Regions from separate parts of the Hordeum vulgare genome. Here region 1 is linked to region 2. Evidence: chromatin contacts called from public Hi-C data. All regions are on one chromosome and are shown on one strand. Each heading gives the region's core, a stretch centred on a gene start, on an enhancer-like site or on the middle of the called end of the contact. The rest is flanking DNA. Distances are from core to core; before and after follow the strand shown.

The links. A called contact is a pair of places that touch in the nucleus more often than the background predicts.
Region 1: a contact with region 2 is called in a Hi-C map of leaf, with 4 times the contacts expected there. The contact joins two enhancer-like sites. A contact is called at or near these places in 2 of 6 Hi-C or Micro-C datasets (leaf and seedling).

Annotation. Positions count from the first base shown.
Region 1 is chr6H:448,257,456-448,260,426 of MorexV3_pseudomolecules_assembly, reverse strand. No RefSeq gene overlaps it. Among protein-coding and RNA genes, the nearest start is that of LOC123404065, 44 kb to the left of the region's middle. Within about 2 kb of position 1,501, at least 3 of the 3 cell types and tissues checked have open chromatin away from gene starts, as enhancers often do. A contact at or near this core is called in leaf, where this site is marked.
Region 2 is chr6H:448,118,527-448,121,231 of MorexV3_pseudomolecules_assembly, reverse strand. No RefSeq gene overlaps it. Among protein-coding and RNA genes, the nearest start is that of LOC123403522, 8.9 kb to the right of the region's middle. Within about 2 kb of position 1,316, at least 1 of the 3 cell types and tissues checked has open chromatin away from gene starts, as enhancers often do. A contact at or near this core is called in leaf, where this site is marked.

The DNA of each region.
Region 1 (2,971 bases), core at 252-2,751, 140 kb before region 2:
AAGTGAAAAAAGCAAAAACAGATAGAAAGTGAAAAATAAAGATTGGAACTAACTAATAATAAAAAAATAAAAGTAAAAACAAATAAACCATTGGGAGAAACGGGAAGGTTGGTTCGCACCTGGTAATGGACTTAGGCCCGTTAAGGAATCAACCGACTCGAACATGTGGTCAGTCGATTTAACAGCCTAAACACCTTGGAGAAATCATCAGCAAAAAATAACAGCACGAATTGCAAAGCAAGATCAACAACACACCGGTTTATTAATGGAATGGGGCGTTCCATCTCAAAAAAAAAAAAAAAAATCGATGCTGAGTTACATACATGCAGCTAATTTGAAAAAAGAAATCAAACTAGTCTGCTTTGTACTGCGAACCTTTGCGGCCTCTCAGGAATGGAGGGAGTATTTTGTACCAAAGCTCTTCCCTTGGCATAGGAATGCATCCCGCAAACTCGGATGCTTTTCTTGCTGATGCTTTTGCATACGGAGATCTGAACGTGGTCTGTTGTATTGTTTTCTTTCTCTAACCAACTATAGCCGGTACCAGGCTTCTTGTACGGATCCTGTGGTTACTACTTTGTCCGCTATTAATCCTTGGTACAATCTGTACCATAAGTTTGTCAGCTCAAAATGAAAATTTAAGCAACACGGTCTGCCTTTGGATACACTGCTTTTCTTCTCAATCCCTCCCAACGGATAGAAGTTGGCGAACCCATTTTCTCCCGTCATGGTCACTCACACGCCGCTGTTTACTACTCCGTACTACTCTTTTGTACTAACCTCAAACCTTTGCGCCTGCTCTCAGGGGTACTTTTTACCGAGCTCTTCCCCTTGGCAGAGAAATGCTGTTCCCATCCATCCATAGCACCTGGACCGTGCTAAACCTCATTCATGGTCACACCAACAAAATCTGCAGTGACCGTTCTAGTCTACCTAACTCAATGTCACCGCTCACCTCATATTGGTTTCCACGAGAGACGCGGACGGAACTGGAGATCTCGTTGGCTGCTCAAACGGAACGCCACCAAGCGGCTTCTTGTTGGGTGCGAAATGCTAGGTCAGTTCTTGCGTGGCTTTGCTGTCCCGTAGCGTATGACCGTGTCCTGTGAATGTGATGCCGAGGGGATCGGCCTTGGCGTTTGGCGACGTGAGAGAAGTAGGTCGCCCAACTAAATCATCGGCTGCAATTGCAAATAAGTAGCCAAATAGCCGTCGCGTCAATGGTGATGCTCGCTCCTCCCTCCTTCCTCCAGTGCTACTGGCTCGGAGCCGTAGGCTGGTGAATGAAGGGGTCGTCGCGTCGTCGTCTCGTCTTCATGGAAGACTATCTTGTCACCGTGCGTTTGGTGATGGGCTGTTTTGCTTACTACTGTGGCTTGGTGTATTTGGATGAAATTCAGGTTGGTGGCGGTCTCGTGGAGGATTTAAGGCATCTGCAGGACGGGACCCCGCGCTGTCTGTGGTAGCGTCCGAGCTTTGGCACCGCAGGTCGGAGACAAAGCTCCCCTCCCGCCCTGGCTGCCCTGTGCAAGCGTGCAGTGTGCGATACATACGCTGAGACTGATACACGGGCGTCGGTGACGGGTTCGCGCCTGCGTGTGCGTAGGGTCAGAACCGGCGGGAGATCACATCGTATTTAACCTCGCCAACTGCCCAGTCCCGACGTGTCCGCCATATGAGCTGCTAGTACTAGTTTGGTCACCGCGCAGGCACCGCCCGGCGGATCCGATCAATTCAATACTCCTACAAACCAAAGGAGGCTACTATAGCAGAGTTAACGAGCGAGCGAGAGCGAGAGGGCATTGAAGTTGAAGGTGATGATGGGAGTCGTTGGTCGCTACCACCTCCAGCCCAGACGCTACTACGTGGTAGTAGTAACAAGCCTGCCTGCCTGCCAGCCGGCCCTGACATATGGTAGTAGTAGCTGCGACCGCTGCCGCTTCGAGCGTCAAGCCACCCGTCCAATTCAATGCGGCTGCAATGGGCAATGCCTCCCCTTTCTCGGCGGCAACAGTAGCTGGAATGGAATGGATGCTCATGCTCCCCGTGGGCCGTGGCTTTTTAAAATTTCAGGCATGCATGGGCACGGCTCCATCCGTGATCCGTCCATGGCTGGCGATTTTCTTCAGTTCAGATGGCGTCGCCGGGCATGTTGTGATTGATTGCGCGGTCGGTCCACGTCCAAGAAGGAAGAACCGCCCGTCGATACCATTCGAGTAATGGGATCCAGTGGTCTCGAAAACGTAAGTATCCATCGTCTCGGATTCATAAACAAGGACTACGGCTCCTGCGGTGCTGCTAGGTTGGTCGACGTCAACACCATTGGAGCCAAGATCGAACCCTTCGCATTCAAGAACAAACGGCCCATACGCCAGCCAAGTAGGAGTAGGAGAAGGAGTACTATCTACGACATGATCACAGGACAAAGGAACTATGCCACCGTAACAAAAACTAGTGCCCTTGACTTATACACCTGTTATTGGTGTTTAAAAACTATCAACATAATACAGTACACATGTCTTTTTTTTTGCGGGTAAATAGAGTACACATGTCAGATAAGTGGAAAAGTATAACTCGCACATTATGGAGGTACATTGCATTGGCTAGACGGTATAATTTTGCTTTATGAAAAAAGGAAAGCCAGTGAAATACAGTAGTTTGTTTACACGCTAAGCTATCATAAAAAAAATGTGAAGATATTCAAATATCTACTCGGATGTAGGAGGCCGACCGTGGAGAAGTCAGCTTTAGGTTTCCTTATTGTGGCATTTTCTAGAGCTGTAATGAGTAAACTTGATTTTTTTTTCACATAAAGGACACCATAATCAGCGAATAGGGGCTTACGACATGATACTTATACAGTGTTATGCCATACAAAAATAATGTGATCTGATTATCATTTTGAAGTTCCCTATGGCTCTAAATGTTTGAGAAATAAGATATTAAGCCATGGTTTTGTTTATGACTTATT
Region 2 (2,705 bases), core at 67-2,566:
TCTTGTTTTTAATCCATGCATGGGGCAATGGAACCGGGAGGAGTTCAGGAGTTTTGTAGTCTCTGGCTAGTGATTATACTATTATGGGCTCTCATCTTGCAAGGCGCCTAGGGATTGAGGACAGGGGTGATATGAAACATCTCGGTTTGTACTGCATGATCTAGAGTTGCTACTGTAATTGTTTATCGATGCTACTAACGGTCAAAATTGCTTCTACCTAGTACTACATCATCAAATTATAAAGCTAGCCATATTAGGTACTTGACTAGCAGTACGATATGTTCTCCCGTGTGATTTCCTATGTGCAGCCACAGTGTGGGGTGTTAATTGGCGGTAAAGCAATACAGTACAGTACTACGCCACAGCAACAGTGAACTTTTTCGAGATCACACGGGGCCTGCCTGAATTTACTGTCCTCCAAGCTACGCTTTCGTATGAAAAGTGCAAAAGACATGCAGCACTAGCTAGCTCCACCTCCACATCCTTGCAGCAGAGCTCATGTGAACGAATGAATTGTTGAGCGGTTCCCGGTAGTATTAAGGCTGCAGGGCCTGCATGCGGCTTGATTTGATCTGAAGGTGCACCTTCTTGGATCCCTACTGCCGTCGACAACGGAGGCAGGCACAGTTATTTGGTGCAGAATTTGAGTTGCACGATTCATGAGAGATCGAGAGAGATCCCTGTCTCATTCGCTGGATTGCTCATCCCTGACCGATGCAACGCCATGATGAGCGTGAGGGGCAGGCAAGCTGATTTGAGTTGCCCTTGTCGATCGATCCCCTCTGCCACCTTTCGATCTCCCAATCTCCTCGATGCTATGATGTCATGATGAAAATCGGCCGATCAACGCCTCAACAGTACGTCCATGTGGTACTCGAACACCAAAGGGCCGGCTGCTGCTTGCCTTTTCCTTTCTCTCCGCTTACCCTGGCCTCCGAGTAGTTTACCTGCAATTCGCTGCCGAATTTTGTGTCCTTGACACGGACGTATCAATTCAGCGTAATCCGAAACGACTCGACCATGGACCCAATCAAATCTTGACTAGTGACATGGAATCTTATGCCGAGACGACGTGACAAGAGCTTCATGGAAGGTGATTTGCTGACGTGCGTGCAGCCCCGCCAACGCCGATTAGTCAATCACTTGCCGCGTTCTCCAGAATAATAACACATACACGCAAAACAAATAAGCAGCGATGGCACGTGGTTTTACTATTTCTTTGATTCAAAAACGAACAGATTATACGGTCGTAATCGAAGAAACATCTGCGCTGCAGGTTCATTCCCAGGAAAGGGAGGGGTAGGTAGAAAACAAATCCAGGTGATGTCTCACGCGACCTAATTCTCCATGGCATCGATCATTGCCCGCCACCCGAGCACGAGCTTTCATCCGTTTGGACTCGCGCGGAAAATCCAGTGGCGACGGTTGACTAGACTCCCAAGTAGCCGGTCCCTGCAAGCTACATGTGGATATGTGGAGGGATCGCACGCAGACGCAGGTGAAAGCGAAAAGAGTCAAGACTTGTTGCTCACCAAGAACATGCCCATCCTAATCAAAATCCGATCGAAAGCGCAAAGCGCGAGCCGACTTCTTTTCCCCTTCTTCTTCTTCTTCTTCTTCTTTAACAAATGGAAAGCAGGCAGAGATGTGTGCTGGCCGTAAAACCCAAGGTTGGGGGCAAAAGGAGTCAGCGTTTCGCTTTTGCCTTTTCTTTCCTTCTTTTATTTATCTTTGCTTTGTGCCGTGGATGCCAAGCTTAATGGAGGCTTATACGAGAATGCTGTTGTTCGATGCTTGACTGCACTGGGCATGGGGGCTGACTTCTGCACGTCAAAATTTACAGTGGAAGATGTTGTATATGTACTGCACTTGCGAAGAGTAGACAACGTGGGAGCTGCGGAATGCTATAAATAGATGAATACCAGATGAAGGGCAACAAGATCAGAGTGGCGCAGCGGAAGCGTGGTGGGCCCATAACCCACAGGTCCGAGGATCGAAACCTCGCTCTGATATTTCATTTTTTGAATTTTTTTTTCCCTTCAGTTTGTTCTTCCATGGACCTGCTAATCTGTAGTCTGAAGACCGTATTATGGAGTTACAGAACTACGTAGAAGATTGGCAAGCACTGTACACGGATAAATGGTCCAAAGGCTGGAGAGGAATTCCATGAGCTTTATGGACAGATTCTTAGCTTGCATTTCTCGCAAAAAGCGAGAATTAAAACCTGCATACTTCTTTGGCGTCAGTGGGATCAGAGAAATAAAACAAACGTGGGAGATGCTATTACAACTTCTGATGATGAGATCTGCTCGACTGGTCCTCTATTAATTATCATGTAATGAATGCTTTTAAGGTGAAGAAAGGAGACGGTAAACTGAAGCAACAGCCTGCAGGGAAATGGTCCCAACTTCTATCAGGAACCCTGAAGGTTATAACAGATGGTGCATTTCAGAAGGACTCCAATGGCTGTCATCAGAGATGAAGATGGAGAAGCTAAGGCTGCTGGTGCAGGCAACCTGGAGAGGGCCATGGATGCGTTACAGGCTGAACCTTTTGTCCATGTTATACACTATCAACATAGCAAGTCAGATGGGTTGCCACAAGGTTTTGTTTGAAACCGGTTCTGCACAACCCAAGATTACGGTGACCATTGAAGGTCACAATCTGCCGTCTTTAGGAGCGATGTTCAGACTTCAGAGATATAA